Regions from separate parts of the Mus musculus genome. Here all the other regions are linked to region 6. A link is a contact called in public HiCAR-type and promoter capture Hi-C data. All regions are on one chromosome and are shown on one strand. Each heading gives the region's core, a stretch centred on a gene start, on an enhancer-like site or on the middle of the called end of the contact. The rest is flanking DNA. Distances are from core to core; before and after follow the strand shown. Region 1 holds the start of Lca5 (Leber congenital amaurosis 5 (human)). Region 2 holds the start of Ttk (Ttk protein kinase). Region 3 holds the start of Senp6 (SUMO/sentrin specific peptidase 6). Region 4 holds the start of Myo6 (myosin VI). Region 5 holds the start of Sh3bgrl2 (SH3 domain binding glutamic acid-rich protein like 2). Region 6 holds the start of Mei4 (meiotic double-stranded break formation protein 4). Region 7 has its middle 52 kb from the start of Gm36120.

What was found. Promoter capture Hi-C pulls out the DNA fragments that hold promoters and counts their contacts. HiCAR-type assays count read pairs that join an accessible place to other places. Capture Hi-C pulls out chosen DNA fragments and counts their contacts.
Region 1: a promoter capture Hi-C map of pre-B cells shows a contact between it and region 6, with 2.9 times the contacts expected there. The contact joins the promoter of Lca5 here to the promoter of Mei4 in region 6. A contact is called at or near these places in 2 of 39 promoter capture datasets (the 3T3-L1 cell line and pre-B cells) and 1 of 115 datasets of contacts at active chromatin or transcription factors (pro-B cells).
Region 2: a contact with region 6 is called in a promoter capture Hi-C map of pre-B cells, with 2.3 times the contacts expected there. The contact joins the promoter of Ttk here to the promoter of Mei4 in region 6.
Region 3: a HiCAR-type map of astrocytes shows a contact between it and region 6, with 4 times the contacts expected there. The contact joins the promoter of Senp6 here to the promoter of Mei4 in region 6. A contact is called at or near these places in 1 of 39 promoter capture datasets (pre-B cells) and 2 of 115 datasets of contacts at active chromatin or transcription factors (astrocytes and embryonic stem cells).
Region 4: a contact with region 6 is called in a promoter capture Hi-C map of adipose tissue. The contact joins the promoter of Myo6 here to the promoter of Mei4 in region 6. A contact is called at or near these places in 1 of 39 promoter capture datasets (pre-B cells), 1 of 484 Hi-C or Micro-C datasets (embryonic stem cells), 1 of 115 datasets of contacts at active chromatin or transcription factors (astrocytes) and 1 of 9 other capture datasets (adipose tissue).
Region 5: a contact with region 6 is called in a promoter capture Hi-C map of pre-B cells, with 2.6 times the contacts expected there. The contact joins the promoter of Sh3bgrl2 here to the promoter of Mei4 in region 6. A contact is called at or near these places in 4 of 39 promoter capture datasets (the 3T3-L1 cell line, cranial neural crest, hippocampal neurons and 1 more) and 1 of 115 datasets of contacts at active chromatin or transcription factors (astrocytes).
Region 7: a promoter capture Hi-C map of the 3T3-L1 cell line shows a contact between it and region 6, with 6 times the contacts expected there. The contact joins the enhancer-like site here to the promoter of Mei4 in region 6. A contact is called at or near these places in 3 of 39 promoter capture datasets (the 3T3-L1 cell line, frontonasal cranial neural crest and hippocampal neurons) and 1 of 115 datasets of contacts at active chromatin or transcription factors (astrocytes).

Annotation. Positions count from the first base shown.
Region 1 is chr9:83,438,913-83,442,854 of GRCm38.p6, forward strand. It overlaps Lca5 (Leber congenital amaurosis 5 (human)), which reads right to left and starts at 2,187. Exons shown (of 8, transcript NM_027448.2): 1 at 1,997-2,187. The region is part of intron 1 of Gm2087 (predicted gene 2087); the gene reads left to right.
Region 2 is chr9:83,833,371-83,836,901 of GRCm38.p6, forward strand. Ttk (Ttk protein kinase) reads left to right here and starts at 1,319. Exons shown (of 22, transcript NM_009445.2): 1 at 1,319-1,389; 2 at 2,401-2,554. The coding sequence starts at 2,419.
Region 3 is chr9:80,064,097-80,068,238 of GRCm38.p6, forward strand. Senp6 (SUMO/sentrin specific peptidase 6) reads left to right here and starts at 2,807. Exons shown (of 24, transcript NM_001311110.1): 1 at 2,807-3,476. The coding sequence starts at 3,428.
Region 4 is chr9:80,163,593-80,167,172 of GRCm38.p6, forward strand. Myo6 (myosin VI) reads left to right here and starts at 1,442. Exons shown (of 33, transcript NM_001039546.2): 1 at 1,442-1,637.
Region 5 is chr9:83,546,438-83,550,458 of GRCm38.p6, forward strand. It overlaps Sh3bgrl2 (SH3 domain binding glutamic acid-rich protein like 2), which reads left to right and starts at 1,901. Exons shown (of 4, transcript NM_172507.5): 1 at 1,901-2,066. The coding sequence starts at 2,022.
Region 6 is chr9:81,861,276-81,865,155 of GRCm38.p6, forward strand. Mei4 (meiotic double-stranded break formation protein 4) reads left to right here and starts at 2,395. Exons shown (of 5, transcript NM_175213.4): 1 at 2,395-2,642.
Region 7 is chr9:83,627,862-83,631,727 of GRCm38.p6, forward strand. No RefSeq gene overlaps it. Among named protein-coding and RNA genes, the nearest start is that of Gm36120, 52 kb to the right of the region's middle. Within about 2 kb of position 1,685, at least 28 of the 459 cell types and tissues checked have an H3K27ac peak or open chromatin away from gene starts, as enhancers often do.

The DNA.
Region 1 (3,942 bases), core at 937-3,436, 1.6 Mb after region 6:
TATAATAGCATAGCTAGGGATAGAGAGCATCAAAGTGATGCTGGAGATACTGAGCAAGTCAAATAAGCCGGACTTGGTGATGGACTAAATGTCGAGTATGAGAAGAAGAACCTGGAAGAATTCCAAAGTTTTTGACTTGTAAAGCTGGATGCAAATGCTATCATCTGACCGCATGGGGTTTATCAGACACAGTGAGTCTGAGGTACCTGTGGGCAGGCTAATCCAACTGGAAGTACCTACAATTACCTACCCAGAAGTTGGGAGAGATGCAAAACTGGGGGTGTGCTAGTAAGTTATGGATAGTAGAAGCCACCAGGAAGGATGGAGTTGGCCAAGAAACTATGGAATGAAAAAAGAAAATAGAAGACTGAGTTATGGAATGAAAAAAAAAAAAATAGAAGACTGAGTCGTGGGCAGAGGAGGGGGTGTCCCCAAGCTTGACAACAGGAGGGACTGCTTGAGTCTTTTTCTAGCAAGTCTGACAGAAGTAGTTCCGTGATGTTAAAGAGATACAGTTTTGGAAATATTTATTTTCCAGAGGCATCAACTGCTTTTGACGTCTGAATGACGGTCCATCAATTTAAAGAACTAAGAGAACTCGTCTTTCCTGCCACACATTTGAATAAACATACTAACCAATGCACAACCGATCACAGGGTGAAATACTGTAAATACTAATAGAAAATTGGAGTGTGGAGAGAGACTAGAAAGAATACAGATTAATGAGAATGAGAAAAATGAAACCTCCATTTACCCTTTTCCTGGATGCCTGTAGCTCTCTCACCCGATCCCTCACCATTTAAATGACTTTTTAAATTTACTTACTTATATTTGATTATTTGTGTGCTTGTTTAGTTAGTAAGTTAGTTATGTGAGTGTTTTGTTGAACGCCTGTCTGTGTGCCATGGATACAGTTCCTGGTACCTAGAAGGGCCAGAAGACAGCGTAGGATTCCCTGGAACTGGAGTTACAGACAGTTGTGGGCTGCCATGTGGCTGCTGGGAATCAAACCTAGGGCCTGTGGGAGAGTAGTTAGTACTCTTAACGGTTGAATCAGCTCTCAAGCCCTAAGTTATGACTGTTGATCCCAAAGACATCTATCTAATCCTGAACGCACGGTTGAGCATCCATGTGTATGTGGTCAAGCCTACTCTGCTTGGGCCAAGAGTTAAGACCCTCAAACTTCGGGATTGAGATGTGCAGGCAGGAGCTGGTCCAGGACAGGAAACACGCGCACACACACACACACACACACACACACACAATTAATCAATCCTAAAAGAAAATTTACTTTCATAAAACCTTCCTCCACACCCCGCCCCCACCCCACTTACCCAAATATAGGTACAAATACCTCCGTAAAATTAATCCTCACAATGTGTCTACCATTCACTGCACTTCTCTGGAGGAAAAATACAGCCCCTAGCAACTTGTTACCAACCAAAAGATACCATTACGTATCAAGCCCATGAAGTGACTAAGAATTTACATTCAGGTGAACTGGTCACACAGGGAAACACTGTTCCCTTATTCAGCTAGCGCGAAACAAAAGGCATGTGCATCCACCCCAACTCAGTTCTGCCAACAGGTAGGTTTTGCTAACTACTTTCATTCGTTCCATTCCATCCCTCAATGATGTATAAAAATAATCCACAGCCTGGACCAAAGTGTCTCTCCCCTTTAACGACAGTGTTAACAATAATATCCTAGACTGTTCCAGAGTCTCTGAAAGGCTCCGCGCGCCCTCCTTTCCCATCCCGATCTACACCAGTCTCCAGGGGTTTCTTTCTGGTAACTTCGTTCTTCTTTGGATCCGTCTGCACATGCTTTCCTTCTGCTTTAGGGGGCTAACAAATCCCAGTCTCTCAACTTTCTCTTCCTTCTCTCCAAAGCATCCGCCGATCAGCCCCGCCTCGCCCCGCCCCATCACGTCCATCCCCCCCCCCCCCCCCCCCCGGCCGCAGACCTCCTCTCTCATCCGAGGCCCGCCCCTCACCCTCCAAGCTGGCACCTCCTGCTCCTGCCTGGATCATCGGCCGATCCCCGAGTCCGACCGACAGCTACGGTCCGAGACCTAGAGTACCCGGACGCTGCAGACTGCGGTTGCGGGGAGTTTGAACTCACTCACTGTAGGGACCACGGCTGCGGGCGGCGGCTCGGCGGCTTCGGCTCCTGGGCAACGGAGCAGAAGCCCAGCTTGCACCGCGGGAGGACCGGCCTCCGCCTCCCCCAGTTCCCATTGGTTACTGGACTCCATACGTTCATTTCTATTGGTTATTGTGGCATCGGAAGGCGGGATGGCGAGGAGAGAGGCATCAACCATTGGTGGGCCGGTGAGGCGGGGAACCGCGACCCGCGAGGACAGTTGCACGGAGCCCAGCACCCAGGACAGACCGAAAGAATGCCAACCCTTCTCATAGAGGGACGCCGGCTCCAGAAAGGGTCTGTGGACAAAACCCTTGGAAACCGGCCCTATTTTTTTCTGAATATTTTGGATTTCGTTATAAAGAAATCAATGTACTTTTCTGGTTCCGCTGAAATTGATGTGTAGGAGGGTGTGGACTTGATATTTTCATGATACTGCTGCCTGGGTTCTGGACTTTCTTGAGATAACACATCTTGAATATGGCTTGCGCATGATTTTTAAGTTCTGAAGGAAATCTGGGGCTAAAGGATAATGAGAACACGTTTGTTCTCGTTATGTTTTCAAAGAATTGTTTTTAAAGGAAATATTCTGAAGTGCATGACAGTGGGCTAAGGGCAGCTAGATGGCTAATTTTTCTTTTAAACTTGACAGTGCACACTAAGCAGTATTAATTGCAGTAGGTAAAGAAGCTATAAAGAAAATCTTTTCCACGGGGGCTCTGACGCTCTCTGAGCTTCTCATCCAGACCGTTTAATAAGACTGTTCAGTTCCCGATTGAAGCCTGCTGTCATTTATACTCCAGAAAATAGATTCAGGGGGTAGTAAGCGGTGAGATCAGGATAGAACCACATGGCTATTAACTTCCAAATCTAGCATCTTTAGAGCATTTCTCTAACAGGGTAATAGCATTACTGGCAAGTCAAAAAAGTATCTAAAATTTTAGAAATCTCCCAAACAAAATACCTAATTGTGTATAACATTTTCAGTGTCCTTATTACACCACACAGTGTTACTCTATCAGAGATAACAATTACTTTATTTGACCTTGAAAAAAAATAACCAAAATAATTTATAGTTCCTCAAAGCCAGTTTTACCAAATTGATGTTTTAAAGATTTGTCCCAAGTGTGATGATAACTTCACCTTTCTACATGGCATGACTTTGATCTGCCATTTTTATTAGGACTTCAGTTTTCTGATTATACCATTTCACTTCACTGTGTACTACACAGGTTACAGCTTTCCAGGAAAAAAGAACTGAAGCTACCAAACCACATTTTAATATTTTTACTAATTGAAACTATTTAACTGCATTAAATATTTAACTGCCGTTTGTAAAGATTGTGTTTGGGGATGAATCCTAATCACAGTTGGGCACTCTGGGTTTGTATTCTAGTCTCACAGGAATTCCTGTTACTACAGTGCTTCAGACTCCCATTGGCCAATGAATGCCCCTCCCCCCCTTTTTTTTCCTGCAGGACTTTGCCATGTTTGATGCTCTATGGCAATGACACACACACACAAAAAAACCATTTCTACATATGTTTAAGAAACTGCAGTTTTTCCTATGAGGGAACTACTATTGCAGAATCAGAAGGACTTGTTAGAACCTTCAAACCATTTACTAGCCAGAGGTAGACATAGTTTTCCTGACATCAGACAATAAAGATATATATATATATATATATACACATATACATATATATATGTGTGTGTATGTATATATATATACGTGCATATAATCTTATAATTACAATAGCAGATCATCCTCAACAAAAGTTCAGTTTTTCATAAGAT
Region 2 (3,531 bases), core at 69-2,568, 2.0 Mb after region 6:
TGTCATCTGTGTCATTTCTGGTCTGTTTTAATTGATCCCTTATTCCCCCTCCCCCTTAATAGTTACATTTTCTTGTTTTCAAAGTCTGGTGATTTTTTTTTCAATTACATAAGAGTGTAACGACAACCCTGTTGAGTTTTCTTGTATTTCTATAAATATTACTGAGCTGTGTTCTAGTCTACAGTTAAATTTCATGAAGATAGTCTGATCTTTTTAAGGTTTGCTTTTCAGCTTTTATGCTTGACCAAAAATACTTTAAAGACTAACTTTGCATTAAACCTTCTGTGTCTATAGGTTCTACATTCATGGATTTACTCAACTGTAGATGAGAAAAAAATATGTTTTTCCTGTGTCTCTATTGAACAACTTGTCAATATTTCTTAAGTAACACTATATAACATCTATTTGTATCACTTCTGTATTCAACTGGGTATTACAAATGATGCATAGACGATAAATTTTAAAGTATTCAGGACGCTGGGAGATTTAAATCACATGCCTTTAACCCCAGCCTGTTCTGCAAAGGGAGTCAGTTCTGTGGCAGCAGTGAATACACACACAGTGAGATTCTGCCTCGAAAACAAAAACAAACTAGCTCCCCTCCCCCACCAAAAGAAAATAAATGTATACAGGAATAGAGCATAGGTTGTGTGTACAATGCCTCTTTATTTAAAGACTTGGAATATCCACAGATTTGGGTATCAGCAATTTGTGACAGAGGGCATCACTTACTGAATGAAGATGAGAGATCTGGCTACTGCTGTAGCTTCTTACACAAAGCAAAACTATCAAGAGTAAACCAGAGCAAAAACACAGCATCTGCGCCATTTCTCGCCCATGAAACCGTTCCCCTGGACCACACAGTCTGCTAGGGGAGCTGGGTACCATTGAGAAAGCCTAGAGAAGCGTTTCTCCTAAGAGCAGCTGAGCTCATAACTGAGACAGCATCACGGGGATGGGGGCGGGGGGGGGGAATGGTTCGGAGAAAGGAGCTCAGCCAGGATGTCCCGACAGGGAGGGGACCAGAATTCTAACAAAGAGAAGGGCGGGTCTTGGGTTGAAGGCGAGGCCAGGGCTCCCTGGAGGGTAGTGCAAGGTCCAGCGGGAGAGCACCAAAGAAAAAGACCCTGACCCCTGACCGTACAGGCGCAGGTCAGCACGGCGAGCGCGTCGGCAGCTGCGGGTAACTCCCCGGGCCGCTTGAAGTGGGTGGGTCCGGCCTCAACGCAGGAGGGGCGGTGCGACGCAAGGAGCCAATCACGGCCCACGCTTCCACGTGGCGAGCCGTAACCAATGAGAGGTAGCGGGGAAGGCAGCGGGGAAATTTCAAACGTGTTTCCGGAGAGGGGTTGGGGTGCTGCTGTTTGGGCTGCAGCTTGGCTTTCAGAGGTGGGTGCATCAGAGCGGGCATGGCAGAGAGGCTGCGGCCGGCGGGAGGCTGCTGGGTGACGAGGGTGGCGGCGAGCGAGCTGGCGCTTGAGCCCCCGGCCAGGCGGGCGGGTACGGCCTGTAGGTCCTGGGCTGCTGGTGGGGGAGCAGGGCCCAGAAGCGGGTGCGCCGTGCGGGTCAGGACTGATTGTGTAACTCTCAAGACCTGCCCCCGTGGGTGGCTGTGAGCTGGGAGGAGGTGGGGAACCCCTTGCTCCCCTCCTTTGGGCCCATTTTTATTGTTAACACTCCGCGGTGGCTCTGAGCTTTAGTTACTGCGTTGTGGAGAATGGCAGACAGAGTGACAGAAAGCCTGCAGACTGTGGGCTATTAACCAACACATTCATGCAGATAACCGGAGCGCCTGGGCTCCAGTACTGTGACAAGTACCTCGATGCTTGCATTAGAAGGATAAAAGCACAAATCAGGGCTTTGTCTGGGACAAACTTCTGAAAGTCGCTTATCTGTAGAAGGATGCAGAATGCGCGCAATGTCAATATTTACTCTGGCAGGGTAGGCGACCAAAGGGACAACTTATTGTCATTACCAAACGGATTCCTTACGTTCCGTAGGTGAAAGAAAGACATTCAGTGAAATGAAGTTTTCAAAGGCGTCAGCTGGACGTGGTGGTGTATCTATGTACAGCTAGTGCTTGGGAGATGTAAGGAGATAAGCTGCAGAATCAGAGAGAGCAAGGCCATCCTAGGCTACTTAACACCCTTACTCAAAACACAAAAGCGTCATGAGAGCATTATCTTCCAGGTTCACACAGTGTAACCTCAATGCTGTTTCATACTGGGAAGAATAGATGTTTTTGGTTCGTTGAAACTTTGTTCTGGTAAATTACAAGCTATGTCCTTGTGGGTTTTGTTGCTCTGGTTTGATTTAGTTGCCACTAACACTTACCTCATAACAGTTACATTTAGATAGATATGTTTACAAAACTAATGTTCTATCTTATTTATTCCAAAGACGAGTTACAATTTAGAAATGGAGGCTGAAGAGTTAATTGGCAGCAGTGTGACGATTGATTCCATCATGAGCAAAATGAGAGATATTAAAAATAAGATAAATGAAGACTGTACTGATGAGCTAAGCTTGTCTAAAATCTGTGCCGATCACACGGGTGAGTTTTTTCTTTGCTTAAAAAAGCAAACAAAAACCTAAAAAAAAAAAAAAAAAAACCGTTGAGAGCCTCCGAGTTGAAGGTGAGCAGTGTTAACCACCTTGTGTGGCCTAATGAAGTTGTTTCTGTTTTTCTCAGTAAGTGATGGTTATCCGTTAAATTGTACTTCATACTTTAACTTCTTTTGTTTGGAAACATTACAAGTGTTTTTTGCTGGAGGGAAACAGGCAGGCAGATAGATACACCAAACTTGGGAATCTGAGGCAGAAAGCTCTCAAGTTTGTAGCCAGTGTGGAAAACATAGTAAGACCCTATCTCAAAAGCTCAAAACAACAAAAAAGAATCCTTCTTGAGTGTGCTCACAGGTAGTTCTCTCAACTCTTTTGTTACTGCCTGCTACCTTTGTTGGCTACTTTGCCTGCTGCTGTGAGCGCGCGCGTACACACACACACACACACACACACACACACACACACACACACACACAGGGTTTTTGGTTTTGACTGTTTTTGCCACAAACTGAGGAAGCCTCACCAATCTTCCTGAAGTTAATTTCTTGTACTCACGTATTCTTTTTATTTTGCGTGTGAATGTTTTATCTCTGTGTGTTTATATATGTACCACTTTCATGCTTGCTCTCCTTGGAGGTCAGAAGAGAGCACAGGAATTCCCCTGGAACTGGAGCTATGGATGGTTGTGAGCCATCATGTAGGCGCTGAGAATGGAACCTGGGTCCTCTGCAAGAGCATAAAAGTGCCCCACACTGCTGAGACCCCTCTCCAGTCCTCTGAAGTTATATTTAATCTTAACACGGAACACTGAAGTGAAGTATCTGCCTATTAGTCTTGTAGCTGTCTTACCTCTGTTCTGGCTACAGGTCTGTGAGTCCCAAATAGGTGTTCATTTTCACCTCTCTGGTCTTTGTAAACGTCTCTTCATGGCCTTCCCTGATAAACTTGTTTGAGAAAGTTACCTCC
Region 3 (4,142 bases), core at 1,557-4,056, 1.8 Mb before region 6:
ATAACCAATAACTTATGAGCCAATAATCTATAACCAAGACATATAAAACATATTTATACCTTTAAAACTATTCAGAAACAAAAATGAAATGGCTGCATACATTTGCTTATTTAAACCAAACAAACTTCTTAATTTTTTTGTTAGCTGTAATTTCAAGAGAGGAGCCCCTTGTTACCTGATGAATTCAATACTCACAAGCACAGAGATATTTGTAGGAAAAACAGTCATCAGTTTCCTTACAATAGAACTTGAGAAGCTGCTGGTCCCTTTAAGAGCAGCGTTTACAATCAGCTCCTAGCAGGGCTCCTCCAGTCACACTAGACTTCTAACTACAGGTGCAGGACTCCAAAGACCAATTGATCCTGTATATTTATTTTTTTCTTTTTCTCTTTCACCAAATTATCCCCAGATAGTCAGAGAGTACTGCTTTTCTCAAACCTGTTCTCTTATGTGTAAACTATCTCTAGTCAGGGTACAAAGCACCTATGAGCATTACCTTCGCTTCTCTAGATTTTCACATAGCTCTAAACACATACACAAAACCACACAAAACAGAAACCAACAGATCCAGACACACGTGACCCTTTCTTGTCCTCCGCAAGCAGGCAAAAGAATTAGACGATTTCAGAGAGGGAAGCTTCCACTTCAACAACAGAACTCGGTCCCTCTGACCAATCTCCAGAGACTACCAGGCATTCCTGGCTCTCCCCACTTTCCAGGGCATCCCCCAGGGCAGCAGCCTGTGGTCCTCCTAGCACGTCTGCCGATCACAGTCCTCCGGTCCTTATGGTCCGAGAGGACAGCTGCAAATACAAAGTGTGCGTTTCAGAAAACCCCATCATCCGCTTCCACTGGGACAACCAAAACCAGAGAAACCAAACTTAGGTGGATCCAAACTCAGGCTGATCAGTATAAACTCAGGCATATCAGCATCCAAAACTCAGGCTGATCAGTATAAACTCAGACGGATCCAAACTCAGGCTGCTCTGTGCTTCAGAAACAAAGGACGAGACACAGACAAACAAACCAACACAACAAGTGCACGTTTGTTTCAGAAAACAGAAAACAGACACTCAGAATAGAGACACCGGCCGGCACACACACATTCCAGGGGGGATCCCTATACCTCCAAGTCGGTTCTGGGTGTGAGGGGTGGTCGCGATTCCCGGCCAATGCACTAAATGAAAGACCCACAACGTGAGGACTCCCCCACGTTTGGACTCAGGAGAGGTGATACCCCAAATCACTCACGAGAAATGGTCTTGATGCAAACTGCAAAAGGACTTTTATTTCAAGAGCACTCTTGGGCCCACAGTCTTACACCACGAAGGGGTAGAGGACCGTGGTGCCCAGAGTAGCTGGGTAAGGGGGTATTTAAAGGAAGAAACCATAACTCAAGGGGGTGGGGAGGGCTTTGTTGGAAAATACCAAAAATACCAGTTAAGTGGAAAGTCAAGACAGTTTTCTAGGAGCCTCTAACAATAGCATATTTGCATAGAGGGTTCCAGCAATGGTCAGGGTGGGTCAGGGTGACTTTCTTTGAACAAACATGCCCTGAACCCAGGAAGCAGGTTGCTGGAGGAATGCCGCTATTTGTTTTATGATTAGCATACCATGGAGCATTGAGTCACAAAGGTCACATTCTCAAGCCTGGGCCTAAAGGCCTAGAATCTTTTGTTTTTTATGTTTCACTTTTTCACTCAAAGGGCTGGAGAAATGGATTCAGCAGTTTGGTTAGCCTGGGTACCCTCTTCCGGCCTCTGAAGTAACTACAAGAAGCAGCTTTCCCACCCTAAATGCAGGCAAAACACCCTCCCCCCAACCCCACCCACTTTTTTTTTTTTTTTTAAAGAAAAAATGTAGCCGGGCAGTGGTAGCGCTAGCTCACCTTTAATCCCAGAATTTGGGAGGCAGAGGCAGGCGGGTTTCTGAGTTCCAGGACAGCCAGGGCTACACAGAGGAACCCTGTCTTGAAAAAACCAGAAAAAAAAAGAAAGAAAGAAAGAAAGAAAGAAAGGAAGGAAGGAAGGAAAGGAAAGAAAAAAATGTTTATTAGCTGACCACACAGCTAAGGGGCTTGAATTTCTGTAACTTTTTTTTTTCATTTTCTGCATTTTTCATGGATTTGTTGTTGTTGTTGTTGTTTTTGAAGACAGGCTCTTCCTTTGTAGACCAGGCTGGCCTCCATCTGACAGAGAGATCCACCTGTCTCTATCCCTTTATGGACTGGGAAAAACCTACACCACTACATGGGGTTTGTAAGAAAAAAGAAGAAAAAAAAAAGCCCCTCAAATTGTATCATAGTCTACTGTGTTCTCTCCCCCCCCCCCCTCTCTCTCACACACACACACACACACACACACACACACACACACACACAAAGTGTACTGGCTCAATCATATCATATATGCATTGTTTGGAAGATGGATGTGAACACAATTTTATTTTCCAATTACCTGGCTTCATTTTTTTTTTTTTTCCTTCCCATGGCACGTTTTAAATTCAGGGTCAGACAAGAACTTGGAGCGTTTCTTTAGAATTTGTGGTGCGACTCGACCAAATAGAATACCTGGCCGGCAGGCTGGCAAGCGCTCGCAGGCCGGCTCTGCCATGGGGGCCTTCCGAGGAAGGGGTTTTTGTTCGTCCCTCGCCAAGGCCGGCCAGACAAGGCCACCCCAGGCCGGCAGGACGACAGCCCCCGGCTCGGGTTCGGCCGAGCCCGGAGGGGGGCGAGCAGGGACCCGAAGGGAGAGAGAGGCTCTGGGGCGGCGGCGGCGGCGGGGCGGGCCCGGAGGCCGGTGGGGGAGGAGCGGCGGCGGGGCTGCTGTGGCGACCGACGCGCGGCGGTGGCGGAGACCCACCCCCGTCCACATGGACAGTCGCCGAGGCCTGGGCTGATGCTCTGACGCCTGGGCGGGGTGGGCGGGCGGCGGCGGCCACTGCTGGAGCAGCGAGGGGTCGCGGGCGCCTCACGGTCGCGGAGCCCTCGCTCGGCTCAAGCCGCTGCGGCCATTTTACGGCCCGGGACGTAGAAGGCGTGTGAGCGTTCGCTCCGTTCTCCGTCCTCCGGAGCCAGCGGCGGAGCGGGGCGGAGGGGAGCGGAGGGAGCTCCTCAGAGGCCGGCGCGGCCCGGTGGATGGGGAGTCGTGTGCCGAGGGGAGCCGGGCCCGGGAAGCGCCGCCGCCGCCGCTCACGGTCCCCGGTAGGCGCCTGAGGAGAAGCAGCCCAGGCCGTGGGCCTCGCCGCCTCCCGTCAGGCCCGCTTTTGTGTGGGGGGCCCGGCCGGCGGGGAGCGCCCCTCGCGGAGGTCGAGCCCGAGGCCCGCCACCCTGCGGCTGCTACCCTCCCGACGCGCGGCCCCCATTCCCCGCCAGCACCGCGCCGGTGTCGGCCATGGAGTAAGAAGGAGGCGGCGTGGAAGGAGGAAGATGGCGGCGGGCAAGAGCGGTGGCAGCGCTGGGGCTCTTTTCCTGAAAGGTACGCTCGGGTCTCCCTCGGGGGAGAGTCGGGGGCGAAATTCGCCGACACCGGGGTGTCTCCCACCCCCGGGCCGTGATACTCAGCTCTCTGCTCCGGGTGGGCTTGGGGCCGCGGGGGCCACGGGGGCCCGGACGGCCGATGGCCCGCTGGGAACGCGCTGCAGGCGCGCCGACTTCGGGTCCGCCCGGGCCAAGGCTCGGGCAGGCCGGCGCGAGGCGGCGCGGTGGTAGCGCAGCGAGCCGAGGCCCAGGGCGGCCTGCGAGGGGCGCGCCGAAGGCTTGGGCTCGCTCCCACCTCCATATTCTCGATGGGTGCCTAGTGGGTGAGGAGCAGACTTCGTCCGCGTCTTTCTTAAGCGTTCGTGGAAAGTTTCAGACCTAAGCTTGGTTGAAACTGGCCGATCCAAGGAGGCAGGGGGAGAGGTGGTGGTTAACACTGCCCTGTGGTTAAAAGCTCCCAGGCTAGCCGCTGCCCTCGGGGTGCAGGTTAGACCCGGCGGTGCCCCGAACTCCGGTGAGATGTGTTTGGTTGTTTATACTTTGTAAAGCAGGTATGGGAGGTGGAAAAAAAAAAAAAGAGAGAGAATGAGCTTCCAAGTGTCGGTTTGGAGACAGCCGGGGAAGGTAAAAGAGTTAGGGTGTGTTCCCATTTTTAGTCGCTTGT
Region 4 (3,580 bases), core at 192-2,691, 1.7 Mb before region 6:
TTCAGTGGAAGGTAGCTTTTTCATCAAGTCATTTGGGTCGTCTCTGAATGCCTGACCCTTCCCTTACCATTTTTTTGTGGTGATATGGATTGAACCCAGGGCCTCACATGCTAGGCAAGTATTCTACCGTGGACTTAGTTATAGCCCATCTCTCTCTGAAACAGGATATTACTAACTGACCATGCTGGTCTTGAACATGCAGCTTCCCGAGTAGCTAGAATTACAAGCACGAGGCACCAGGTCCAGTTTGAATTCCTGAAACCTGTCTTCTCTGGGAATCTTCTAGACAGAGCCCAGTGGTCAGAGTACAATATGAGGAGTTGTTTCTCTCCTTGAAACATGCTGGGCTTCAGGATGGGCTGCAAGAACCCTCACTGGCTGAACTATCTTGCCAGCCCCTTATTTTGTTTTCATATTAACCTCTTTTTTCTAGTAAAGGAGATGTTTGCTCTCAAATTTGCATAGGAATGTAATATTTAATTTAAAAAGATGACCCACATATGACCTTATAAGGACAGTAAAATTAAACAACCGGAAAGATAAAGCGGGCCAGTTGGCTCAGTTCTATAAAACCAGCCCACAAGGATTGTCACTATTCTTAGGCTTGCGCGGGCTACATGATGAGTTCCAGGACTGCCTGGTTACAGACCGAGACTCTCTCAAGAGTCCAGATAAACAACAACAAAGGGGGCGAGGTGGAAATACAGGGGCTGTAAGAAGTAAATATGATATCTGCATGGGAGGCTAGCCAGAGAAGAAAAAATTTTCTTCCGTGGTTCAATCCTCCAAGGGCTGAACAGGAAGTTGACGCAGGCAGGTGAGGAGCACGAGCCTAGATGGGCTGCGGTGCCACCCTTAATCCCCACAAGCGAGTTCCTCCGCAATTCGCCTGTCCCACTCTCAACTTTTCTTCAACTGACTCTTTGCTGTGGTCCCTCGCTGTGGCAGTGGAAACAACTACCACTGCGAGGTAGGGAATGTCATGAGGGGCTACCTGCAGCCCTTGGCTTGCAGGGATGCAGGGATGCGGTCGGAACCTGAGGCCCCGCCCTTCTCTTGCCCCACGCCATTAGGCCACGCCCCTACCCAGCACTCCTTCAACCACCCCCTTCCCCGGCGCCTCATGAGGTCCCGCCCCTCTCAACCCTAGCTCTTGAGGCCTCCCCTTCACAGCCGCCCCGGCGTTCCTTGACTTGAGGCCACGTCCCTCTGCTCCTTCATTCCCAAGACCCTACGCTTTGCGAGTCCTCCCTGTCCTGCTGCCTAGGACCCCGCCCCTCTCAGCCCTTCTGCCCCAAGACCCCGCCCCTTAGGCTGTTCCCGCCCACTGGCCAATGAAGACCCGCCCTTTCTTTAGCCGCCCCGCCCCGGTCCCACAAAATCCCGCCTCCGGCCCCGCCTCCCGCCCCCTTGGGCGCTCCGTAGCAGTGACGTGCGCAGGCTGGGCACTCTGCAGGGCTCTCTGGCCGGCGGGTGGAGACCGATCCGGGATCTGTCCCAGCAGGAAGCGTATCCCGGCCGCCGTCGTGCTGTCGTCTCCGGTGCTCGCTCTCGGCCGCGGTGTCGCGCTTGCCCTTCGCGCCCGCAGCCCGGCAGCCTCTCCACGGCCGCGACCCCTCGCGCACCTGCCTCGCCGGGTGAGTGTGGGCGCCTGCCCGCCTGCCTGTCCTCACCGCCTTGGCCTCTGCTCTGCCCGGCGCGGACTGGAGCTCTGGCTTCCCCTTCCCGGGCCAGCGGGGCTCCTGTCACCTGACGAGTCCCACCCGACACTGCAAGATAGTTTTATTTTCTCCTTTCGAAACACAGTGAAAAAGCTACACAGTCTAGTTTGTTGTCAGAGTAAAGATCAATTGATACCATTAATAATTTAGCTGTGTCGAAGAAGACCATGGTAGCATACTATAAAGCTGGAATTTTAGTTCCTAAGCGTTCTAGTATTTTGAGTGTGAGTTTTACGGATGTGTTGCTGAAAATAACTTTGTTATTTAATTCCAAATCGTCTTAAACTAATTAAAACGTGCTAGCTGTGGATTGTATTTTAAAATAGGAAATAATTTGATAAGGCCATTCTTAGATAATCTATGTCAGGAACTTTTACACAAAGATACATTTTATCCGGCATAAAGTATGTAGGGCAGAGCTGTTTAAATCCCAATGTGGAGATACTGCTGGAGCGCTACACAAACGCTGCTCCGATTTCATATGTGTTGAATAAAACTTTAGTTTGCTCTCGTGTTACAGTTGCAGGATTTTCGAATATAGTTAGTCAGCTTGAGACTTTTAACAGCCTTTGAGGCTCGGCTGTAACACCATAAAATCTGAGTCTTGAGCTTGGTGGTGGTCATGGTCCAAAGGTTGGCTGCGGAACAGCAGCATTTCTGTACAAATTAACTCGACTTCAAGACATCTTGGCTTGTGGTTTTCCAACTGGGAAATGTTTAGTGAAAAAAAAATTACCTTAGTGCTCTCTAGCATTAATTTTAGAAATGGCCACAAATGCTACAAGGGGGACAGAGGAAGCCCAGAAACAATGTAGTTCTTCAGAACAGCTCATTGACTTTTAAATGTCTGCCCATTTTCTGTGTTTGCAGTTGCACAGGAGTAAACAGGCACAGTGATAAATAGAAGTCATTTTAGTCTGATGCTCGTCGGCCTGTAGTGTTTTTATTTCGTGTGTGTGATCTGTTACCCATTTTTTTCCCTCTTCCTTTCAAGTTTTGTATTTGTTTTCAAAAGTTACTTGTAAAAGGCAGGGACAGAATACAACCCTTAAGAAAAGAGTATTGCGATTATACAGTTAAAAAGCCGTGGAGTATAGATTTTACATATGGTCTTTAGTACCTAGACACATGAGCAAGAAAAAGTGAACAACTATGATTTTTCATAGAAGCTACAACATATTAAAAACAAAGATGCAAATTATAGTCCATGGGACTTGTCCGAAAGGGATTTTCCCTTGTTTACACGATCAAATTTTAAAATAACAGTGGCCAGGAAATCGGAGAGAAGCCGAAGGCTCCTCGCTCATCCTGTTGTGACTTTGCCTGGCGTCTGTGGTGGATCACTTATTGTTTAGACAACTGGACTGTATCTGGGTTTTGAAAGGCCTTTAGATGGTTTTAAAGATTTCCACCATGCAAGGTCTGAATAAATCCATAAGAACTCCACATAAAAAACCATTCTCTAGTTTTTAACTTTCTCTTGGTATTCAAAACTCCACTTAGGGTACAGGATTGGGAGTGTAACTCAGTGGGTAAAGACCTTGCCTTGTGTGTGTGTGTGCGCGCGCGTGTGTGTGTGTGTGTGTGTGTGTGTGTGTGTGTGTGTGTGTGAGGCCCTGGGTACTGGAGTTTCATTTATATTATTATATATATTATATTAGAACATCTTATTTAAACATTGCAATTTGAAAAACACATTGCAATTTGAATAAATCTCACACAGTATAATGGTGATTCCCAGAAAGAGATACTTTGTTAACAGTTTATGAGCTGGCGATTTAGTAGTGATGTGACACACAAAAAAAACCCCTAAAGGTTTGATTTACAAAATAATATTCCAGGTTGACAGCCTTTCCTTT
Region 5 (4,021 bases), core at 651-3,150, 1.7 Mb after region 6:
GAGCTGGCTTGGTCACCAGGTGATTCGTCACAACAACAGGAAGATGACTAACACAGTTCCTCAGAGCCGTGTGTTCTATGTCACAGCTCCGTGCTGCCTGACTTCCCCAGTTGCAATTCCAATTTGCTGACTGAGGAAATGACTTAGTCAATTTCTTTTATCCATTTTCCTCAGAGCGCTTCTGAGTTCTACTGTTAAGCTGTTTATCTCCATTGCTACATTAATTCTATACTTTGGGGGGGAGGGAATGGTTCCTTTTGTAAAGACCCATATTTATACAGGAAATAATGTATCTACTTCTGTGAAAATTATTTCACATTTTATATGCCTTCATTTCCATGTTTGTGATAGCAAAAGCTAAAGAACAATTGCAGAGTGTTATAGCTACAGCAGAACTTATATTTAAGTTTTTAACATTAAAAAGAAATAAAGACCCACCAGGATTATATATTCTTACTCTACTAAGTTTAAAGAGGCCTATGACAAAAGTGGATTAAGATAAGCAATGAAGGGGCCACTGAGATGGCTCAGTGGGTAAAGACACTTGCTGCTAATCCTGACCCACACGGTAGAAGGAGAAAGTTGTCCCATGACCTCCACAAGTATGCTGTGCTAAATGGATCTACACAAACAAAAATATACATACATACATACATGCATACATACAAATAAAACTATTTAAGACATAAGCCACAGGAAAGGTTGGCAACTTGAAATATTAGTAAGTCTAAAAACCAAAGTCCTTCAAGCAACCATTTGTGCCAGAAACTTGCAAACGTGGGAGACTTCATCACACAATTTTCTTCTCTCTAGAATTAATTAGCAGCATTCCCTGAACGCTGCTAAAGTCCCTTGGTGAAATGAAGAAAGTAAATACAGTAGTGTGAGGGAAACTGGTTCACTTCCACAAAACTAGGAGTGGCTTGAGCCTTAGCCAAGCCAATACAACCTGCTAAAGCACTACTCGGAACCTATTAGCCACTTCATGAAAGCTTTCTCTTTAATGGTATCCTCCTGGGATACCGCGTTGGAATGCACAGCGATTTCGAAAAAGACACAGATTTGGCTCAACTGTAAATATCAGTAGGTGCACAGAGGCAAAGGCATTGTGCGGGGTAGGGGGTGGGGAGGGAGGGTTCTGATTCCCAATGTTGATAGGGGGATTTTCATTTCTATCAGTACTTATTCTTTTCTACTACAATTACAGTTTTGCAAAGAAAAATAAAATATCGGTCTTGTTCTCATTTGGCTTTCCAGTTTTCAGTGTCTTTAGAATAAAGTGAAAGCCTGTTTCATTTACCAAAGAGATTCCCTTTGCAAACTAGGCGTGGTGATGTATGCTTGTAATACCTGCTAGGGAGGGTGAAGTTGAGTTCCAGGCCAGCCTGGGCTACATAATAAAACCGCCTCCAGGAAAAATAACAACACTCCTCTTCAACAGTTTTTCAGGGTTGCAGGAGAAACAAAACACCAAAAGCTCAACCCACTGCCATGCCTGTCCAAGCCCGTGAACTGCCAAGGTCTCTGGGGCGAGCCTTTGCGTGTCTCTAAAACAGTGGGTCGCCTCAGCTCCATGGCTGTTTCTGATAGAGGATGCTCCACCCGTCTCCACCGCAAACAAAACCCAAGCTTGGACTATCCTCCACCCAACCCTTTGTCTTGTTTGCTGTGTTCTTGTAAACTGGCTTCCCGCCAATTAGCTTGTCCCGCTTCCGGGTCCTTCCTAAACCACCTGCGTGTACGATTAATTCCCGTGAAGCAGGCGCCGGACAGAAGGAGCGCAGTGCCTGGTCACTCTGGGCGCCAAGGAAACTACAACTCCCGTCAGCCCCCGCGGCCGCCTGGCCCCACCCGCCTCTCGCTCAGCCCGCGGCGGAGGCGCTGGGCTTTCATCCGCGGAGCGGCGGGAGCCAGACGCGTCGCTGCGGTCTTCTCCGACGGTCGCACGGGAGTCGGCAGCTACCTCAGTCGCGTTAAACTTCTGTGACCGAGTCAGCGGCGATCCCTGACGCAGCGAGAGGATGGTGGTCCGCGTCTTCGTCGCCTCATGCTCAGGCTTCGTGGCGGTGAGCCGAGCGGGCGGGATCGCGGGAGACGCGCAGCGCGTGCGCCCGTAGGAGACGCGCGGGCAGGTGACCGCCGGGCTCGGACCCGGTGGACACGCAGGGGTCACACACCCCGCACTGGCAACTGGCGAGGGGACCCAAGGGAGCCAGTCCCCTGCCGCAGCTGTCGGCTCCAGGGGCCCTTTGCTGAGTTTAGAGGTTCCGGACTTGGGACACCCCGTCGGCTTATGTTTCCTATGGCAGTTTAGACTACTTTGATTTGCTGACCTGGCGTCTGGAGGAAACCCATTTTAAAAAATTGCTCTACATCCTCTCGTCCCCAGCAAGTCCTTTTTAGTTTTACACCTGAGCAAACCACACTTGTCCTGTTAGGTCGCAGTTAATTTATTTTCTTTGTTGTTTTTTAGCCTAGGGTGTTACAAATACTTTTACATATGGTCCTTCCCTTGTTCCTCCAGTGCTGTGGTAAATTTCATTTTAAGAATAAATTGTGTTTTCTATTTTTAGCTACTCTGTTTGTCGAGTGTTGACTTCTTTTAGGAATATTGTTCTTTAGAAGAAGTTAAATAACTAGAAATAGTGCACATGTATACTAAGACACATGTAATGCGCCTGTAGTGTGTCAGTTATGTTTCATGTGATTGCTAAGACTTGATTTCCTTAGCCAAGAGTTAAACTACATCTCCAAAAATCTACTTTGTCAGTTACTTAATCAGATATAGAAAAAAGTACAAGAATGATTGGTTTAAAGTTTAGGCTGGCTGGTTGCCTGCTCAGTAGGCAGACTGTCTTAGAATTTAAGTGGGTGGGGTAGAAGGCGGAATAAAATACTACTTGGAAAATCCCCGTAAACTACTGAAGCTCTTAACCCAATCTTTTTTGATACAAGGACACAATAGCTGGGAAAATGCTGGCCTACCTGTATGTGCAGGCATGTCCTGGTTCTCAAAAATCCTCCCTTTTTGTTATTGCTTAGTCATAGGTGCCTTTAAAAGATTTTTCCCTGTTAAAGCTGAGCCTCATGAAATGTACTATCTCCTAGATAGATTTATTGAAATGAATTCCTTACTATAGAGCTTTTGGTCTTTACCATGAACTTACCAGCTTCGGTAATTATTTCAAAAGGAGCTTACTGATTTCAGAAGCAGCAAGCTCCAATGTTGATCTTCAGTTGTGTTGGGAAAGTCACAGGTAAATTACCTGTCTTCTCCATCATGTATCCAGACTTGCATCCTGTAACCAATTTTATCAGTTCCATAAACACACATGTATTTAGTGCCTGCCTACTGTGTGACTTGAGTCTGGGCTTTAATGTTTTGTGCACGGACCTAAGTTGAGGAAACAAGTTCTTGTGTGCTGCCTAGTGTGGGGACCAGTGGTGCCCGAGCTCTGCCCTTCTCTCTCTCCTGTACCAGGAAGGCTTTTGAGGCCCTCACAATTGTGCTGTCCTTTTAAAATGCTTTCGTCAGTTGAGTAAATGTGGGTACAGCTCATACCAGTCTATTCCATTTGAACTGCAGACTGGTGAACTTCAAAGTGCAGTCTCTCCACTTTGGTTTTTTAACCGCGTCTCAGATCCCCATGGTCTGATGTGGTTGCATTTGGTTGGGAGCTTATGCTCAGTTCATAGGCACAGCACAGTCTGTAAACACTCATTATTCACTTTGCTCTGCTGTTTGAAAACATACTCTTTTCGGGTCATAGAAACACCCATCGAGCCCCCCCCCCCCAAATTTTGTAATATCTCCTAGTTCATGTACAATTTTTTTTCCTTTACAGCAATATTGACATTTTAAGTTATATAAAGTTTATGCTTATCTGCCAGAACATTGACTTCTTAGCCGTAATGAAGGTGAGCTCTTGGTTGGGGAGGCTCATGGGACTTACAACATTAAGCTGTGTTAAGGTTTTGCAGGAATGCTGTGATTTTCTTCTGCTGGTGTCCGGTTGACTGG
Region 6 (3,880 bases), core at 1,145-3,644:
TAAGTACACTGTAGCTGTCCTCAGACACTCCAGAAGAGGGCGTCAGATCTTGTTACAGATGGTTGTGAGCCACCATGTGGTTGCTGGGATTTGAACTCTGGACCTTCGGAAGAGCAGTCGGGTGCTCTTACCCACTGAGCCATCTCACCAGCCCTATTATTTTCTTTATAATGTATAGTATAACATACTATAAACTGTTTGTCAATCCTTCCTTTCTCCCATGTGGCTTCCGAAGACGGCGCCTTAGGTTGTCAGACTTAGAGGCAAATGCATTTACCTGCTGAGACATCACAGCAGTGCGTTGACTATATTTTGAACTCAGTTTACTCTATAGTGGATTTTAACTATCAATAAGGTAGTAGATTCAGCATCTAAGATTATACATTTTGTGAAGATCTTTTCCTTTCGTTTTATTTCAATACTCCAAATTTATAGAAAGATGCTGAGACCAAGGAGCCAGAGGTCCTTGGTAGACAGACAGATGAGAAAAGGGACTACCAGTCAGTAATAGAAAGACAAATTTCCGGTTTCTTTCATACTTTCACACTTGGCAGTGACACCCTCTCCACTCTTGATTGATATGTTGAAGGTGTTCAGATAAGGTCAAGACTGTCCCTGAACATGATTATCTGAATCTTTGGGGCAATTATCAGCCCCCCCCCTTTTTTTTTCCTAAGCTGACCACCATGAAATGAGAGAAGGGGGAACTATCTCAGGTCACCAAAACCCAGCTCTATGGATGAAAATCAGATCCTAGTATGAAGGTCTTCTTCAAATTTGTGGGGTTTCTTTCTCTGTACTTTGCTTGCTTATTATGTGTATGCCTGTTTCTTCACTTTCCATAAAGCTTGTCATTTAACCTTATACATATCTTTATCTATAAAGGATATCTGTACATATTCTTAGAAAAATGGGTTAGTCACAGTCCCATCGACAGACTGTGACATTAAAAATGACTCTAAAATCACTCAGAATTAAATGTAAAACATAAATAGAGTCCATTACTTTATTCAAAGAGCATGTATTTGATTGATCACTTTGTGTTTCATTAGTCTTGAGTGAGTCAAAAACTTGTATAATTTTCTTAAAACGTTTCTTTTTCTGCTATGTATTCTAAAGCATCTTTAACCATCTGAAGATGTTCAAAGAAAACTATTGAGGTTGTTGAAATCATTAGGTCTTTACATTTAGGTGGTAAATAGTTAAAACTACCTCTGGGCTTTCGTTCAGGATTTCAGTGGCTGTGCTGTATTTGGTAATTGCTACCCATTTGTTTTAACTATTAGACTGAGTGCTCTGTCTTGTATGGAGTTGTAATCAGGTCTTGACCAGTAATCAAGGCTGTAACTGGCACGTAACAGCTCAATTTTCTCAATAAATGTATGAGGGGAATTGAAATAGAATATCATACTATTTATCAACGCAAACACAACTTTTCTACATCACTCCTACTTGACTGTTCATTATCTTGAAATGAACTTGGATGGTTTGATTTTACATTACTCAAAGAAGAGCAGTGAGCACAGTAGAGCACTCACAGTGTTCATCACCTTAGCAGTCACAATAACCCGAGTTTAGTTTGCATGAAAGCACCGTTGCAAGATTAACGAAAGCTATATTAAATTACATTATAGTTAAAATTATTGACTTTCTTAAACACATGGATAGAACAATGAAGCTTAACATTTCCAAGACATTTGCAATAACTGACTAGATGCAAGCACTTGCCTTAATAAAGGGTCATTTACGTAGGAGAATGAGCTGTGCAGACCCCCCAGATATAATATTTGGTAATTTATCCTATACAATTGTTGAAACCTTTAACTATTAGCAAATTAGCACATTGTTAGTAAAGTCTACATAAGTGACTTCCGAATGCTTAGAATCTCCTTTGCATTTTAATTTCTGAGAAATTTCAGTACGTGAGGCAAAAAATTACTTAAAATCCTAGATGAAGATATGACAGGTGGACAAATGAGAAACATAGCGCTTCCTCCCGCAGGAAGCAAAGATTTTAAAACCATCTTTGGAAACAAGCCAACAAATGAACCCAAAGAATCTGTTTTCCCGACTGTTCCCATGTAGGACAGGAGTTGGCACAACAGAAGCTTTCCTGAAACTTTTCCTTTTTTTCAAGCCCCGTGAGTCTCTCCTTAGAAACCAAATCAGCCTTTCAGGAGAGGAGCTGCAGGCAGTCCTAGACTATTTTGAACTATTTTGCAGAAGAAAGGAAGATGCAGGAAACACCTGCCTAGTCCAGCCAAACCGGCTAACCGCTCCTCGCCGAGCCCGCCCGAGCCCGCCGGAGCCCCTCCCAAGCCCCTCCGAGGAGAGTGGCGCAGAGGCTTCTGGGACTTGTGGTCTCCGCGGGCCTCCCTCTTGATTGGCACTGGAAGAAAGCCGGGAGGAGTGGCGCTCTGGGCTCTGGCGCCTACCTGCGGGCTGCGCTTGCATCAGCGTGCATGGCCGGGAATACTGGCCCCCGAGCTTCCCCCGCCGCCTGAGGGCGTCCTTCCTTCTCAGGAACCCCAGGCTTGTGTAGCATCTGCCTGCTCTCTGTACTCTCGGGCCCCGGGTCCCCTCAAGCAGCGCACGCTCTCAGGTGCTGTGGCTTGGGGTTCCTTGTCGCGCCCTTTGCGGAGGTAGGTCGCCTCACGCGTGGGGAGGGGCATTTCTTTACCTGATAAGTAGGTCGCGCCTGGAGCCTCAGAAACTTGGGCGGGCAAAGCGTGTGTTCTGTGGTGTGTTCTACACCTTAGAGTCTGTGCAAGCCTGCCTTCACTCTAGAGGTGGCTTCTGAGGTTTCCTGGAGGAAAGGGTGGTTTTGGGGGACCGTAGGCACTTGTTGATCTGATCTTTTATTGAGCAAGTACACACCCAGAGGAACTGCAGAAAGTGTTGGGGGTGTTAAAAGTGGGACGGGTGCGGTTTTCTTGGGATCTGACAAGCATGTGCTGGTACATGAGGTAGAGATAAAAATCATTCTTGGAAGAGCTAGGTTGTGGTGAGATATGCAACAGATCAGAGGAGCAGGGCCAGAAGTGGAGTCTCCATTACGGAGGAAGAAGCCAGTGAGGGTTTGGTGAATCTGGAATGTCCAAAGTAGCAGAAAGTCAATAATTTGAAGTGAATTAAATAAAGCCTTGAATAGCTTTATAGTCTGCAATTACATATTTAGAGGATTAAAGTCCCACCAGGAACCACAGAAAATACATTAGTATGTCGATATTCACAGAATATAAATATGAAATTCATAAGAATTTCATAACTTGGATTCTTCATCAACTGGAATTTATTATTTTTTTTTCTGTATCTTTTGGATTTTTGAGACAAGGTTTCACTTTGTAGGATGGCCTTGCCTCCTGCTCTCAAGACTAATGGCAATATGTATGCCTCAGACTTGCAAATGCTGGGATTAAAATGTGAACCACCAAGTCTGAATATATCAGGTTACTTCCAATTAGCAAACTTTTTATCAAATTCATTACATACATTCTGATCAATTTTGGCTTGTTTATATTACTTTTTCCTGCTTAGAATTATATGATTTTTGGTATATCTTGTGACTACAGTAATGACATTCACAAATTGACATCCACTATTTTACTTTCCATTGTTATAGCTTACAGCTTCTGTGAGGGCCTTAGGTTAAACACAATGTCTTTGTATATGTCAGTAAACCACAAAATTTACAATTCAGTCGTAAAATTTGGACATGAAGACCAGGAGCACAGATTTGTGACTGAGTATTTTTTTAAAATTTTTTTTTTCATGAAAGTAGCAATGTTTGGAATCAGATATTTGAAACCAATATTATGGAATTCTTGTTAAAAACATAGTATTAATTTATCCCATGGTTTATTATATCAAAGAAATTAGA
Region 7 (3,866 bases), core at 435-2,934, 1.8 Mb after region 6:
AATAGACTACCTAACTACCCAGATGTTACATAGTTGGTATATAGCTAAGCTGAGCATATTTGGATCCCCAAATCTATGCATGATTTAGAGGTCCAGTTCCTGTTTTATTTATTTGTTTTTCTATTTACAAAAGTTTTCGATGATTTTTCAGAATCCTATTGATAGATTATTTTTCTGCTAGTGAAATGAGCCAGTTCATACCAGATTAGATTATACTAAAGGCAGATTTATTGGGAAGCTGCTTTCAGGTGAGTTTACTGGCCCCAAGGATTGAGGTCAGGGGAATCAACATGGGGAAGTAGGGGAGAAAGAGAAAGGTTGTTCACACAGAGAAGGAAGATAGAGACAGAGAGAGAGAGAGAGAGAGAGAGAGAGAGAGAGAGAGAGAGCGCACAAAATGTCTGGATTATATAGGAAAGAGCTTCAAGGGAAAGGGCAGCCCAGCCCCTGGACTGGAAAGTTCAAGTTTTGGGACAAGGTGTGCCAGGTAGGGACTGAGGGATGCTGGGAAAACCTGGAAGCCAGGTCTGCTTTGGTATGTAATATATGCATCTCACTTCCTTGTCCCAGGGTCTGAAATCAAATACCTGTATTAAAAGGGATTCTCTGCCTGGCAGTGTATGCCTAGCCATTTGAAAGGAAAAATTCCTAACCTTTGATTCTGCTTAATAACTTCCCACTGTGGTTAGTATAAAACTCTGCTTTCCCCTTTTTATATCAGTAAAGCTAGATTTCCTAAATCTAGCTTTAAAAGCACCAGATTATTTAATAAAGATTTTTGGAAATAAGTACATTGCTGAATTTGAACATTAAATAAAACACCTTTTAACGCTGCCCTTTGCATGCATACTTTTATGAAGAGACTAGATGGAATCATTTTCTTAAACTGCACCCCCAATACCCAAGATGCTAAACAAGTTCCAGAATAATTATCTCAGTGATAGCAACAGTACAGGTGTGCCCGAGAAATCTCCGCCCTCCGTGGAAGGTGGCCTGTCCCAGCAAGGCACCGAAAGCTTTTCACTGTAGCTCCAGGCTGCAATCTAATTGATAATGGAAAGGTGTGTTTTAGCCGAACAAGGCTACCCGAGCCCAGACCTGGCTTGTGTCCTTTATATTCTTTATGCATCCCAGCAGGAACTCTGTGAATATTTGCGAAAGTCAGGACACACAGATAACCACATGCTGGCATTTTCTACCCTCCAGGAGTCCCTCCCCCAACGCTCTTAAGTTCCTCTGTAATTCATGATGTGCTCAGCCCAGCTGTGAAAACAGCACACATACAATTTTTCTCTCCTTGAATACCTGCTTATATTTCTTCTCCCTTGCCTGCTTGCAAGACCAACAAAGAGACGGGATTCCCTCCACTCTGGCCTTGACAACCTAACGGAATGGCTGTTGTCTGCTGCTGCTTTCTCTCCGCTTGTCAAACCTCACTGTTCCTGGGTGAAGGGATCTCTGAAGCAGCCATTCTGTCATTTATGGCCTGGTTGTCTCTGCAGTGCTACCGAGAGTCCAAGTGTTTTCAATTGCAGTTGTCTGGAATTATATCTACGCAGTGAAATCACTGGGCATAGAGAAAGCCACTGCCTGCTGTTCCCGCCAGCCACAGATACCCTCCAGGCAATGCAACCTGCATGCTGCGATGCTTCAGTCACATGCACTCAGGTTTAATCAACTCCACCGGAGATGTGACTCACAGTAGATCTCTTTGTTTCACTTATCGACTATGAGTGCACATGGGAAGCTCGCTTAGCCCCCACTCCCCCTCATCAACTACTGTCATAAACATTGATTCTATGTGCCTGGGTCAGAAACAAAGAAATCAATATGTAATGTGGTGAATTGTATGTCCACACAGCTTTTCACTCTGATTCCTTGACAGATTTTAAGCATATTACATTGCATTAATTTTAAGGATTAAGTATGAGAGCTTATAGATTTAAATGCCAATAAAGGCAGGGACTGCATATGGAACTGACGACATTAAATTTTAAAGCAACAGAAGTTATTATGGGGCCCCGCATATGGAGGCAGTGCAATATTTTTTCATTATGAGTCACTAGCTCATTTGCAAGTTCATTTGTTGACTATTCCTTTGACATATGTTAATGTAGAATCTAGTATTTTGGGAAGAACTTGAAAGTAAAAAGTTAGGAACTGTCATTAAAAAGTGCTTTGAAGTTGTCAAATGTCACAAAATGTATCTGAAAGTACTTACTTTATTTGCAAAAAAAAAAAAAAAAAAAAAAAAAAAAAAAAAAATTGAGTGACCCAAGCTTTATCCCAAGAACAGTAGCTACACAGACAAGCAGAACGGATCTCCATTCTCCAGGGTTCACAGGAAAAGAAGAAGATAAAGACGTAGGAGAGAATTAGTACAGAAATAAATTATGGTTTGAATCCAAAGTCTCTGATGTAGTTTGCTTTCTGCTGCTGTGAGAAGCGGACTGAGCAAAAGCGACTTGGAGAGGAAAGGGTTTGTTTGGCTTACAGGGTTACAACCCATCATCCAGGGAAGGTGAGGTGGGAACCAAAACCACGGAGTAATGGTGCTTACAGGCTTGTTTCGATTGCCCCATGCTCAGCTTGCTTTCTTATATAACTCGGCCCAGGGGTTGCACCATTCGCAATGGCCTGGGCCCTTTCACATAAATTGGCAATCAGGAAAATGCTCCCCTTACCCCCCCTCCGACCCCCACATAAACACAGACAAGACACAGACCAATCTAATGGAGGCAATTTCTCAATTGAGGTTCCCTCTCCCTAAGTGTGTCAAGTTGACCACTAAGATTAGTCATCACATCCCTGCCGGCTCATGTGTTTGAACACTTGTTTCCAGGCAGTTTGGGGAGATTGTGGAGCTTTTAGGAGGTGAAGATGGTAGATCTGGGAGAAGTTGGGGGAGTAGGGATGAATTTGATTAAAAAAAATATTCTATGCAATTCTCAATTAGTAAAATAGTATTGTTTAAAAAAACTTTACAAAATAAAATCAAATACATTAACTTATAGGGCTGAGTTATAGGAAAAAGATGCCATCATAAGAGGTTATCTAGGGGCTGGTGAGATGGTTCAGCTGGTAAGGGCACTCACTGACTGCTCTTCAGAGGGTCCTGAGTTCAAATCCCAGCAACCACATGGTGGCCCACAACCACCCATAATGAGATCCGACACCCTCTTCTGGTGTGTCTGAAGTCAGCTACAGTGAACTTATGTATAATAATAAATAAATCTTATTGTTTTTTAAAAAAAAGAGGTTATCTAAAAGGCACTGAGCATGTATCGACTAGATAGTGATCACTTTTTTGTGTCCTGTATGAGTTTGTGTGTCTTGCTTGCATACACGTGCTTGCGGAAGTCAGAGGTTGACACCAGCTGTCTTCCACCTTATTTTTGGGAGATAGCTTCTCTCACCGAACTTGGCGCTTGCTGGTTCTGCTAGAATGGCCAACTGGAAAGCCTTAGGGAAATTTCTCTCTTCCTCTCCAGTATCAGGCTCATCATTTTCACATGAGTTGAGTGAGTTCCAGAGGTCTGAGCTCAGGTCCTCATGATTACACAGCAAGTTCTTTACCCACTGAGCCATCTCCCCAACCCCTCACACACTCTCTGTGGTGTGTAGTGTTAAATTTTTTTTTTCAGTTTAAAACCAGATTTTAAAAAGTAGCAGAAGTTGTTGAATGAATAGCTGTATCATCCTGAGCTATATCACAAGATATACATAGAAATTATATCACTGTAAGAGATGAGAATACTGAAAAACTTCAAGCATTCACAGAAAACAACATAGCGTTCAATATCTAAAAAGCTAACATAAGGGTAATTAATGTTCACTGGGTAAAATACAACATAGTGCTTCTAAAC